Linked DNA regions of Pelodiscus sinensis: region 1 is linked to region 2. A link is a contact called in public Hi-C data. All regions are on one chromosome and are shown on one strand. Each heading gives the region's core, a stretch centred on a gene start, on an enhancer-like site or on the middle of the called end of the contact. The rest is flanking DNA. Distances are from core to core; before and after follow the strand shown.

The links. Hi-C and Micro-C count contacts between places; a contact is called where the count stands out from the background.
Region 1: a Hi-C map of an unstated tissue shows a contact between it and region 2, with 3 times the contacts expected there. The contact joins the promoter of CRIPT here to the promoter of MCFD2 in region 2. A contact is called at or near these places in 2 of 5 Hi-C or Micro-C datasets (blood and an unstated tissue).

What each region holds. Positions count from the first base shown.
Region 1 is chr3:164,110,379-164,116,976 of ASM4963464v1, forward strand. It overlaps CRIPT (CXXC repeat containing interactor of PDZ3 domain), which reads right to left and starts at 3,938. Exons shown (of 5, transcript XM_006125478.4): 1 at 3,729-3,938; 2 at 2,077-2,142; 3 at 15-69. The coding sequence starts at 3,744. It overlaps PIGF (phosphatidylinositol glycan anchor biosynthesis class F), which reads left to right and starts at 3,940. Exons shown (of 6, transcript XM_006125480.4): 1 at 3,940-4,076; 2 at 5,247-5,498. The coding sequence starts at 5,271.
Region 2 is chr3:163,912,543-163,919,316 of ASM4963464v1, forward strand. MCFD2 (multiple coagulation factor deficiency 2, ER cargo receptor complex subunit) reads left to right here and starts at 2,365. Exons shown (of 5, transcript XM_075925407.1): 1 at 2,365-2,571; 2 at 5,416-5,483; 3 at 6,197-6,345. The coding sequence starts at 6,203.

The sequences.
Region 1 (6,598 bases), core at 2,688-5,187, 200 kb after region 2:
ATCGCAATACCAACCTTGCTTTCTTTGAAGTCAGTGCCTTATTTTCATTTAATTTTCGTCCGCCACTTTCTTTATAGAGGAAAGATATACCAATGTACTGACTAAAATCAAAGTCATTTGTAAAAAGCTCATTTAACAAATTAAAGAAAAAAACACACACCCATATTCCCCTCCCAGACTTGATCAAATAAGGAGTAAAAAAGTTCATTCAAAATAAGAGCCCAGGAACATTATAGGTCTTAACAATCCAATAGAACATACCACGTTCTCATATTATTACTAATATAATATGCACTAAATAGCAGAAATGCAATATATTATAAACAATGAAAAGTTATCTACGGAACATAAGCAGCTGTGACTAATGTAAGACTAAGTTCAATCAGCCTGCCAGGAGACAGTGTATGGAAACATAAAACTCTTAGAGAATTCATATTCAGTATTTTGTACATTTCCAGAATCTCCAGAATTTTGGTCTTAATATATAAATTAAATGTAAAATAGAAATAAGATTCAATACTGGTATTGGTCAAGGTAGGAAAAAATGGGAAATGTCCGTTTCTTTTTCCTGACTTGAAAGAATTGACATGTAAAGCTGTAGGTTGGTAGACTACTGCACTGTACAGAATTCATTGCACACCAGGGGCCTTAGTTACTAGGCCAATATTAGACAGAAACTTTGTTGCAGTGCTAGAAACACCTAAGTGTTCTGACTCCAGTTCTGTGCCTTCACCATCAGGAAGTTCTTTCTTCTCTTTCCTCCTCCCCCAAAAGGGTAAGCTGTCATATTTAATTACGAACTAATACGAAGGATGTGAAAGGGAAACCACGTAAATGGTAAACTGATGAGCCCATTCTCATCGGATAATGTTCATGGTTACATGTAGGCTCTGGGTATGGCTGGTTCCCAGGGAGCTGCCTGCCACCCTGTGTTACTACCTCTGATACAGAGGCAGCAGCACAGGGTGGTAGATGAGAGATGGCACACATGGGGAGCCATCAGCCATCCCACATGTAACCACTGAAATTTTTAGGACTTTATGTGGTTACTAAGGGTGTGTCTAGACTACAGGGTTTTGTTGACAAAAGCGGACTTTTGTCAACAAAACTATACCTGCGTCTACACTGCCGCTGAGTTCTGTCGACATAATGTCGACAGAACTCACCAGTTTTGTCGACGGCTGTAAACCTCATTCTACGAGGAATAACGCCTTTTGTCGACAGAGTTCTGCATCTACACTGTCCTTTGCGTCTACACTGTCATGTTGACAAAGCGGCTTGCTTGTCAACAGAACTGGATGTAGTCTAGACGATCTTTGTCGACAGAAGCTTTGTCGACAGTATCTGTCGACAAAACTTCTGTCGACAAAAGTCTGTAGTCTAGATGTACCCTTAATTACACACATTTTAACATTCCTAACCAATACCGCATTGTTAACCTACTGTTTATCAGTTTGGTATTCCTAGTCCATTTAGCTGCTAAATATGTAGCAGTACAACAGAAAATAAAAAGTATCTAATATCTCAGAACGACCAAATAAAATAATGACCAGGATTATTAGCCTGATGGTGGGTGAAAATAAAATGTTGAGGATGAGTGGCCTAAAGCAAATGGGTGGAAAAATGAATATAGTGCACCCTGAATTTGGATAACAGGACCACCTAATCCACATTTCATTATTTCGTATTGTGATATAGTAGAAATACACACTGCTAGGGATGCGAAAGGTTAACCGGTGGGGGTTGGAGCAGCTCCCTGCCCACTGGGGGTAGGGGACTGCTCTGGCTGTGGTGACCTGCTTGTGGCAGAGGACTGAGGGAATGCCCCCACCCCCTTTAATCCATTAATTAGATACATGTAACATTTAATCAGTTAACCAATTAAATGGAATTTTACATCTCTACAAACTGCACTACAGAAGAGCAAAATAATTATAGTCCAATAGACTGAATTATCATAGGAAAGAATCTGAAGTGAAGGACAGAAATGGGGAAGCTGCTCATCTATTGGCATTGTTCTTTGCATAATAAAAGCTTAAAGTCTTCCTCAATTAAGTTAGTCTTTGAATGCAACACCTGTAGTATTTCTTGCTCCATCTTTCCATGTGTCAGGTGTAATCACAGTGCCAAGTTTCTTCTCACCTGTAACAGAACACACAGCAGGGGAAGAAAACTAGACTTAGTTTTCATTAAAGCCTCTAAGCAAATGGTTCTTATTAATACAAATGTTATTAAATATATATTTCTGGAATCAGTGCTTAGCAGCTCCACATGAGAAGCCAGGCTCTGCTTAGACCCTATAGATCCCCTGTGAAAGATGCTAGTTCATTGATAGAGGCAATGATACAGATGAGACAAGAGCAGGGGCAGCCAGGAAGCTGTGATGTGAATATTGACAGCTACCCCACACAAACCCAGGCAGTTTACCAATAGCTATGCCCATCTCAGTTATGACCGCCCAGCTGTGGGTGAGAGGGAGGAGAATGAGTGAGTGCACATGCACACACACGTGTGTGTGTGTGTGTGTGTGTAGATGAGACCCAGCCCGAACAGGGAGATACATCATGCCCCCATCCTGGCAGAGCTCCCTCTAAGCTAAACAGCTGCCTAAAAATCCTTTCACAAGGGTTCAGGGCTACTGTGCATGGAGTTGCCAGAGACTGGGGGAAGAGATGCAGGGGCAGCAGGCGGGAGCCTATACTTGATGGGAGCCAGCTTAAAAGCTGCCCTGTGTGTAACTGTGTAATTTTCAGCAGTTAGGCAGTTACACACACTTTAACATGCCTTCAGATCATCCCTGTGCAAAATGAATGTTATGTGCATCAATACGGAGGAGATGTGCTGCACATGAGCTCCATATTGGTGCACTCAGGAGAGATGTCAGACAGTGTTTAACTGACAAAAAGGCTAATGGCATATTAGGTTGCATTAAGAGGAACATTGCCAGCAGATCCAGAGATGTCATCATTCCCCTTTATTCGGCTTTGGTGAGGCTGCATCTGGAGTACTGTGTCCAGTTCTGGGCCCCCCCCCACTACAAAAAGGATGTGGATGCATTGGAGAGGGTCCAGTGGATGGCAACCAAAATGATTAGGGGGCTGGAGCATATGACTTATGAGGAGAGGCTGAGGGACTTGGGTCTGTTTAGTCTGCAGAAGCGAAGAGTGAGGGGGGATTTGATAGCAGCCTTCAACTTCCTAAAGGGAGGTTCCAAAGAAGATGGAGGGAGGCTGTTCTCAGTAGTGACAGATGGCAGAACAAGGGGCAATGGTCTCAAGTTGGGGTGGGAGAGGTCCAGGTTGGATATTAGGAAAAACTGTTTCACTAGGAGGGTGGTGAAGCACTGGAATGGGTTACCTAAGGAAGTAGTGGAGTCTCCATCCCTAGAGGTGTTTAAGTCTCGGCTTGACAGAGCCCTGGCCGGGTTGATTTAGTTGGGATTGATCCTGCCTAGAGCAAGGGCCGGACTTGACCTTCTGAGGTCTCTTCCAGCTCTATGGCTCTATGAATAATCATGGAACTTCAACCTCCCCCCTTGCGCAGATGGTAGGGGGCGGGGAAAGAGGATCCCCTGCCCCGCTGGGCACCCAGCTGCGGCGGGGGGAGGGGGGATGGTCTCGCGGCTCAGGCGGTGGGCGAGGACTCCAGGCACGCATCGGCTTGGCGGAGCCCAGGCGCGGGGCGCTGCCCGAAGTGGCGGGGAGGGACCGGCGCCCGCGAGGACTCACACTTCTCGCAGACCATGCTGAGCTGGAACCGCCGCCGGGCAGCCGCAGACCACCAACAGCTCGACAGACCAAAACAAACTGCCACTTCCGGACAGTCCCTTCCTCTTCCGGCCTCCGCGCTCGCCCGCCTCCCTATGGAGCCAACCTATGGGGCTGCTCAATGTACGTCCCCCGCAGCCTGACTGGTCGCCACCATCCGTCACTCTCATGCCTTGTGTCTTCTCCTTTGAGCAAGGCGCGCAGCGCCGCCTGCTACGCAGGGAGTTGAGCGCCGGGGCCCGAGAGCCGCGCGACCTCTGACCTCGTGTTCGGCGTAGTCCCGCCCACTGTCTGCTGACAGGGACTCGGGTAAGAGACAAACGGTCTGTGCTCTTCCTTCCCAGCAGGCTGCTGCCCGCCCCCCGCTGACTGTCTTCCTCCCCCCGCTTTCTGCTGCTCCCCCTCCCCTCCCGTGACGCGGCCCCACCTCGGGCTCCCCAGCATCCCATCCTGGGCAGCGCCCGCTGCCTTTCCTTGCTGTGGTGCGTTTTCCAGCCGAGCAGTCAAGCCTCTGCCCCTGCCAGTACTTGCTGGGCTTCTTCTCCTGTGGCATCGATGTCACAGGTCACAAGGGGGACGTGGGGCAGCATTCACCTCGCCACTCCCATCAGTGCCACTCTGGGTACCCAATGATCCTCCCAGCGAACCATTTGGTGATGCAGCCTGGTTCGGGCCATCGGAGGGTATGTCTACACTGCAGCGTTTTTCCAGAAAAAATGGCCATTTTTCTGGAAAAACAATACTTACGTCCACACTGCTTTTACTTTCTTTCGACAGAAAGCTGAAAGAACAGAGGGGCTTTTCTGACAGTGGTAAACCTCTTTCTATGAGGCAGAAGCTTTTTTCCAAAAAAGCTTTTCCAGAAAAATGCATGTGTAGACGTAGAAGAGGGAGTTCTTTTGAAAGAAAAGGCTTCCAGGAAATAACACAGGTGCCCTGGTGGCCACTCCGTCCATATTAATCACAACTTAAATGCAAGATAGCATCCAATTAATGTGGGTGCTATGTTTTGAAAAAGCACATTACTTTTTCATTGTGCTTTTGCTGTGTGGATGCACTCTTTCAAAATAAGCTTTTCCAGAAGATCTCTTCTGGAAAAACTTCCAAAAGAAGCTTGCAGTCTAGACATAGACTGAGGCATGTTGCACAAAGGTCAAACCTTTTTCCTCCTCTGCAAATTGCCTGATGGCACAAAGCCTGTGGTATAGGCTGTGTCTGCCTGAGAATGTAAACATCAGCAAAGCCAGTGAATCAGATGTTTTAGCAGAAAACATCACAATTCACTGCCAATCACAAAATGCAGTACAATATCTGAAAAAAAAAAAATTGGAATGAAACATCATGGTTGCTCCTAGGTTTTCTGTTTTAAAGTAGCACACAATTTATCTTTTTCAACGTTTTTTTTTTTTTTTTTAAGTTTACCCTCCCTCTTAAATTTTTCAGAAATTAACTACAGGAATGTCATTTGCTTTATTGTAGGTGCACTATTCAAGATAAAACACCATGAAAGATACAGAAATAAAGAGACTGCTGTTTGCCCACATCATTTGTGTATTTTCCATTATCTTAACAACTATTGTTCCACCTCTCTTTTTGGAGAACTTCTCAGTTTTGGGAACACACCTTATCTGGCTGTGCATCTGTTCTATATGTGTAACTACTGTAAATATAATATTGTATATAATACTTAAACCAAATCCGTCTTCTAAGAGAATTTCACTTGCTCACAAGGTAAGAATTTGTATAATTAACTTAATGCTAATAGCTTTGAGGAAGGGTTGACTATCTTTTTCCTGAAGAAGTCAACTAGGAAAGTAAAAGGACAAAGTACAGTCAAATGCATGGTTGTCAAATCTTCACCTTTGTAAATGAGTGGAGTAAGTGTGTATTACCTTTTGAAATGAGTTTTCCAGTATTTTTATCAGTGTTAAAACTTTCTTTTCCATTGAAGTTTTTCAGAGGGGAGCATTACTGGACCACATTCTTCTCCCAGAGCCAGGGAAAGGATCTAACAGTCCTGATGCTGCCAATTCCACTCCAACTGGTCTCTTTCTACCTTTGACATTTCCAGCAAACCCAGGAGTGCTGGTTGTATTATATCTTTAGTGTCTTTTCAAGAGCTGGTGGCTTATAGCCTAAAACCATCATCCTCCAATTCAGTGATGAGCAAACTATGCTAGTGAGCAGACAGTATGAGTGGCTCTCTTTCATTTACATGGGCTGCAAAATTGTCGTAATCAAGACTGTCATTCCTGGGATAGGGTAGCTTTGCTAGCTGTTCTTGTGTGCATAAAACTTTTGGGTTACGCTAATTGAACCATAGCAGTATTTTGGCTGTGGAGGGAGTGCATGATTCTCATAGTCAGTGTTGTGTTCAGTCAGCAGTCAGCGCACACATCATTTCACATACCCTTTGCTTTACTTCTCATTTAGTAATACCAATAGGAAAAGCTATGCAGATGGAAACCAGAGTGTGGCAACACTGCACCTGGGTAACAGTAAACAAAATGTCTTGTGGGTCACACATAGAACCTTAATGGATGTATGCAGGTCATGGGATGCCCACCATTACTCTGATAAGCTCCACGCTCGCAGAAATCAGTGAGACTCTGAATGCAGAAGTCTACGTGCACACATGTCACTGCAAGATCATGCCTAAGCCAGCATTATGTTCAAAAGTTTGGTCTCCTCTGCAGTTAACACATGTTAATACATAGAAGTAATTCAAGGAAAAACTGTAAACCCATGGAAATTTAAATGCAGGTAAAGCACAATAAAATTAATTGAGAAAGGTTAGTTAAGATTTTTTTGAACAACAAAGCCATCCCCCC
Region 2 (6,774 bases), core at 1,115-3,614:
CAGAGCAGTCTCTACCCCCCTCCCGAGTTGGGTGATTCCATAGCCCCAGCTTTCCTGGTCTTGGAGCACCGGGTGGCCACCAGCCTCAGTGCTGGGCCTAGAGCAGCCTGCTGTACACAGGAAGAAGCCTGACATAAGGCAGAGTGTAGGCAAGGCCACCATGTCTGTTTGGGTAGGCAATGCCTTCCTTTGCCTTCGTTCTCTGACACTCATATCCCAGCTCTCATGAAGGTCCCCATGTCTCCACTGAATGATTTATACATAGCTGGAATGAGTTTGACTCAGCTGTGTGTTAGTATTAGTAAAACAGGAATTAGAATTCTAAGAATGTGTTTTGACTTTATGTGATGCTTGTAAGTTGCTGCACTATAAGGTATAAAGTAATATTCACTATAAGGTATAAAGTAATATTTCAGCATTTGTTTGGTAACCCCTTAGATCACCAGCCAGAAAAGTGACATTAACTAGTATGAAGTGCTGATATCCCACAGAAGATGTTATATTCTGGCCAACAAGAAAGGCCCATCAACAACAGATGGAATAGCGTGGAACATTAAAGAGGACAAAAAACTATGTTTACTCTTTCCTGTCCCAAAATATGAAGGGGCAAATGGGGGGTTAGGGTTAGGGTTAGGCCTCACATCCTCCAAGGTACAGCCCTGATCTCTACATAGCATATAATAGGACTGGATGTAAGCATTTTGGTATGAGAACTAAAGTACATCTGCCAGTGGATAAGTGATTGATCCTTTGGGCTGTGGAGAAACCTAAATATTACCCCAGGGGGTAGCTGAGTTTGTTGGTTTTTTTAAGTTTTTCCAGTTACAGATTAATAGTATTGCAGCACCTTAGATACTACTAAAACAGGTAGATGGTAACATGAGCTTTTGATAGCACAACCCACTTCTTCAGATGAATGGCTAAATATTGCTGTGATCTTTGGTAAGGGACCATCTATCACTAAGGCATGCTTATTTGGGTGGCAAGACTAATCTGAGTACACCACAGACTGACTGCATGTTAGGACTATTATAGTGCCTGAGGAATTTACACTTGATAAGTGGTGAAACAAAATCTAAGTATCAGCATTCCAAATTAAAGTGGAGGTTGGACCCTTTTCCTAACAGTCTGCCCCAGAGAGAGCACTAATACTCTTGAGACAGGGCAGCCTTGAAAGCTATATGTTAGATCTGATTTTTCCTCATTACTATATCTGGCTCATTAATGAGCACTAGTCAATAAAGCTGGCCTAATAACAATGTGATGAATGTTTACAAAAGCAAAATGACTGTACAGATTTCTTGAGATAGGCAACATTCCTAGAAGAGACAGGGAGTGGACTGGTACAATGTAAACACAGGGGCATAGAAAGGCTATTAAGATACTGAAACAAAAAACAGGACTATGTAGCACTTTAAAGACTAACAAGATGGTTATTAAGTGATGAGCTTTCCTGGGCCAGACCCACTCCCACAAAAGCTCATCGCCTACTAAACCATCTTGTTAGTCTTTAAAGTGCTACATAGTCCTGTATTTTGTTTCAGCTACACCAGACTAACAGGGCTACATTTCTATCACTATTAAAATACTGGTATAAGAAAGCAAATAACATTGGGGTCAGAACAGAAGCAAACCAAAGTGCTTGCTAAACACACTCCTGAGCTGCCATGCGGAGGAGGAGGCGTTTCTAGAACCAATGACATAAACAAGCCCCCTCCCCCACGTGCAAACACACACAAAGTGTGAGGGAGAAAAATTCCGCACGAGAGTTGAAAATTGCCCCCAAACCTAGTGCTCCCCCCCCTCCACCCGCCGCGCTACAGAACCGGGACAGCGGCCTCGACCAAGGCACTTGTTCAACCAGGGCCACGCGCAGGGAAGCCCCCGCCCGACTCGTGGGCGCTGGCGCAGCAGCTGAGCGAGCCGGACGCTGCTCCTGTCCCGGGCCCCTTTCAAGTGGCCGGGCGTGTCGCGCTCCAGGCAGCGCTAGGCCTGACTGTCTCCGCCCCGCCCCTTCCGTCCGAGGCCCCGCCCCTTCCGGGACGCAGAGCCACGCCCCCACACCTCAGCTGTGGACCTTGCTGCCTGGGATGCATTTTGTGGGGGGAGGGGCCAAGGAGAGGCCTGGAACAGGCTCAGGGCAGGTCTATTTGGAAACCATGGGAGAGGAGGCTCTTACAGGACTCCCCTCCTGGGTGAGCTCCAAGCCCCGCCCACTTGACCACCGACGCATTGCCGGGGGCGGTGCAGCGAGAGGCAGAGGCCGATGGGGGCAGGAGTCACGGAGGAGGCGGGGCACATGGAAGGAGCGTTTCATGCTGGTCACCTGACACACTCCCGCCCCCACCCCCACCTGTCCCTTCATTTTCGTTACACGTGGAATGTCCAGGAGCCTTGACGTTCTCCCAGCTCTGGCTGGCGAAAGCCAATGAGCGGGAGGGGGCGTGGCAGGACGCGAGCGTGCGTCGGGTCAAAGATGCGCCTGGGGACGGTGGCCGGCTGGGTCTACTCCCTTGCGCACCTGCCTGTGCCCCGGTGCTGTGCCCCGGGACGTTGTCGGCTACGCAGCCGGTGAGTTCGGGCCGCGCCTCACATTGCGGAGCGTCGCGGGCGGGGCGAGTCGGCACCTCCCCCGCGCTCGGAGACGCGCCCCGGCCGCGCTGAGCTCGGCTGCGATGGGTTTGCGGCCGGCGGCGGGGGCTACGGTCCCGCGCGCCCCGCCACACCGGGCGCTGTCACGCAGAGCCAGTCCGGCTCCTTGGCAGAGCCGGCGTAATCGCGGGGAGACCCGGTCGCGTGAGGCGCGCGGCAGCGGGGCCGGTAGGTGGGGGCTCAGGGCCCTGGCGTGGGGGCTGTTTGAGGGGTGTCCGGTAGCCGAGCAGGGCTGCAGTAACACGTAGATGGAAACGGGCAGCGGGCGCAGGCAATTAACTGAACCTAATGACCCTGCAGTCACCGCTCTCCTGCCTTCCAGTCTCTTTCCCTGCTAATCGCTCGTCAGTTGCACAGCGGCTGGGTGGGGAGGCTGTGGTGCTTGTTATTGTTTTACAAACCTTCAGCTCATCCCAGTGAAGGGCTGGATGTCAAGTACGTTTTAAACTAAACTGTTGTAACTGGGCATCTACCTTGCAGATTATCAGGAGCTGATGTTCAGGACTCTTCTTAAAATTCTCTGCTGGTGGAAGTGAATTTCAAATCAGGGGAGTTATGTCTGCAGAAAACGTGGCCTTCTCTTATCCCTAATTGACAACAGGGGAAATTATTGCAGAGAGGGTTTGAAAATTGCTCCTAGCATGTAGTGAATTAGTGTCAGAGAACAGTAGAATTCAGGAATTCCTGGATCTTACATCTTGTCTAAGGTGGGTTTTTTTTAAAGCCTATATAGTTAGACCATTCTGAAAGGCTTTATGGGCACTCTTATTTCAGTATAAAATGATTTATTTCGGTTAAGCTGTTCCTGAGTGACAGAAATCAGTCACTCATATCCTAAGTAATAATTTGCATCACTATAAATTGCACCAGTATACAAGAGAAGGTGTGAATTTAAGTTGTTACACCTTACACTGGTGCAAATCCATATTGGGTATATGAGTATATAGCTACCACTGCTCATGGGGAAAGGGGGGGGCGAGCATCTCCTGCTGACAGCTGTCTGCACTATCAATTCTGTTGGTATAACTTATGTCAGGGCAGGGAGAGGGAGCAGTTGGTGGTTTTTTTTCCCCCACTCCTGAGTGACATGTGTTATGGGCAAAGTGCTGGGGTAGTTATAGCCTTAATTTCTTAGGCTATGTCTACACTGGCATGATCTTGCACAAGAACTCTTTTGCAGAAGGGTTCTTGTGCAAAAACTCTTCCAGAAGAGAGCATCTACACTGGTATGTGCGTTTGCGCAAGAGCATCCATGCCAGTGTAGATGCTCTCTTGTGCAAGAAAGCTCTGATGGCCATTTTAACCATAGGGCTTTCTTGTGCAAGAAATTTGTTGCCTGTCTACACTGGCCTCTTGCGCAAGAACAGTTGCGCAAGAGGGCTTATCCCCGAGCAGGAGCATCAGAGTTCTTGCACAAGAAGCACTGATTTAATACATTAGAATGTCAGTGTACTTGCGCAAGAACTCGCGACCAGTGTAGACAGGCAGCAAGTTTTTGCGCAAGAGCAGCCGCTTTTGCGTGAGATCGCGCCAATATAGACACAGCCTTAGTTAAAAACAGCTTTAAAATAAACCAGTGCAACTCTCTTATATAGACAAAGTACTGACCATGTTGCCTTTCCAATCTGTAACTTTTTCAGTCCAAACAAAATTCACTAACTGATTTGCTGCTGTGCTATATCATGTATTAATATTCTTTCAGAATACTGTTGTACCTGTGGCACTACTGGAGTGGTGTCTTGCTTTGTAAATGAGTACCATGCCATTTAAGGAATTGCACCAAAGTAGTTAGTAAATTGCAGTCTTCAGGCTTGTGGGATTTGTTCTAAAATAAATGGGTTCAGTTCAACTTTCACTGAGCAAGTACAGTGACTATTTTAGTGTCCTGGTAGGAAAAGTTTCTTTTTCCCCTGCTTTCTTTTTTTTCCTGTTATCAAAGACAAAGAAGGTAGTTCGGAAGGTAGTTGTGGAAAATATTTGATCCATTTAAAATGCGTAGCTAATAAACCTAATATTTTCATAAGTTATGCAAACTCTGTATAGCCTCCTGGCAATAGTCCATAGAGTTGTGAAAGCTGACACTAGTATTTGTATTTCTGGATTTACAGGGTGACCTGCTACTATCACATTTCAAGTGGTGTTAAATCTTCTGACAAACAAGTGGAATAGCAAACATTTCTGTTTTAGACCTGATTTGTTATTAGGCATTAACTCTTCAGGGAAACTTCTGCAAAAGGAGATCAGTATTGTTTCATGGTAGTGTTCATTTTTATAACTTGACTTAACACTATTCTGTGTTAATTAGGATTATGTGATAGAATGCATTTGTGCTCTATTTTCACCTATGTTAACTTCCATTAGTTATGACTTTAGTGATTTATACCCTTTTCATGAGAGAGGAACATTGAATGCCAAGAGTCTAAATAGTGTACCATTTTTATACACTGATTACTTATGTTTTGTCGCAAAATATCAGAAACATAAGCCTTGTTTGGGTAGTGGCACTACACGTTCAAAATAGCCACTTTGTCATTGGACAGAGCCACAAAATAATTGAAACAAAGACTGCAATAATATATAAACTCTGAACAATTTTATAATGCACTGTTGATTAAGAAGATTCATCAACGTAGCTTAATGAAACTTAGCTTCGACTATCACAATTCTATCATTAAAACTAGGACTTCTATAAAGAAAGAATGTTCTGCATTAAACTGGTATCTGAGCATTTCCACTGCTGTTTTGTTTTTTAAATATTTCCAGTAGTGCTTATGATGTCATGCCCCACTTTCATTTACATCTAAGGGAGGCTACCTAGTTGGACTAGGAAGGTCTGTAAGTTTAATTATTATTATTTTTTTTTTTTTTTAAGGAAAATACTGTAAAATGCATCTAAGTGAAGTTGCTATGACTATTTGACTAAAACAGGGCTACTCAACTTTGGAAGCTCTGGGAGGCCACAATGATACTCTCAGCACATTCTAAGGGCCACAACTTAAGTATGGTTGCATATACATGCAAATAGCTTCTTTCACATTGATGGGCATGAATACAAAGTGCTATCCCAGCACTCCTGGCAGCTTCTCCCAGGGGGCTAGAAGCACCAATACCCTCTATGCCTCTGTTCCAGCCAGCCATCTGCTTGCGCCTTTAAGTGCTCACCCCATCTGGGAGACACCTCACTGTTGTGGAGCATGTTCCCTGTGGAGGCCATGTTCAAAGAATCCTGCCCATGGGCTGCGTGTTCAGCCCTGCGTAAACCCAAACCGCACCACGGGCCTCATGCGGCCCGTTGGCCATGTGTTGAGTAGCCCTGGACTAGACAATATTTACAGAGTCAAGTAATTTATTGTGGATTTGTTCTCCAGAAAGATTAGCAGCTGCACAGCACATACTACATTTTCAAGTTGGGAATCTGAAAATTTTTGCATCCTACAATTTAATGGAGACTTCATATTTCCACTGTGCTTATTACATTGAAAACATTGCATTTCATTGAATGTATTTATCATATGTATTAATATATGTATTTTTCACTTGCTAGGAGATCATGATGGCCACAAGGATGTTGAGCACATATTTGCTATTCTGCCTAGTGTCTGCATTCTTAATTTCCTCTGTAGCTGAGGGTCACACAGAGGAGACTCATCAAGCAAATATTCGTCTTGATAAGAGCCTAGTACAAGACAAAGAGTATGTTCTTTGTATTCTGTAAAACTTGTATTGCTCAGTGATTCATTTTGAAGTTGGACTTCAATATATCAGGGTTGCCCTCCCTACATGGCATAGAAAAACTCAGTCAAAATTATCTTTATACACTGTTTTTCCTTGTGTATATTGGCCACAAAAACATTGGGGGGGGGGGGGGGGGAATATGCATCATGAACACTTACACTGTAAGATTCTTGTCTTCTCTCTACAGTGGTTAGAAGAGCCACATCATATAAATAGGCCCTAAAGCTGCTGGTGGGGAAGGCTTCATCCAGCATTGATTCTGTGGAAGACTCTCATAAGGAGATACAATTGCCTCCCAAGGCTAATTTAGACAGGCCCCCAACACTGTCTAAATTATGGCAGATCTCTTTAGATCCTAGCATACCATGATCAGGACACAATGGTGGC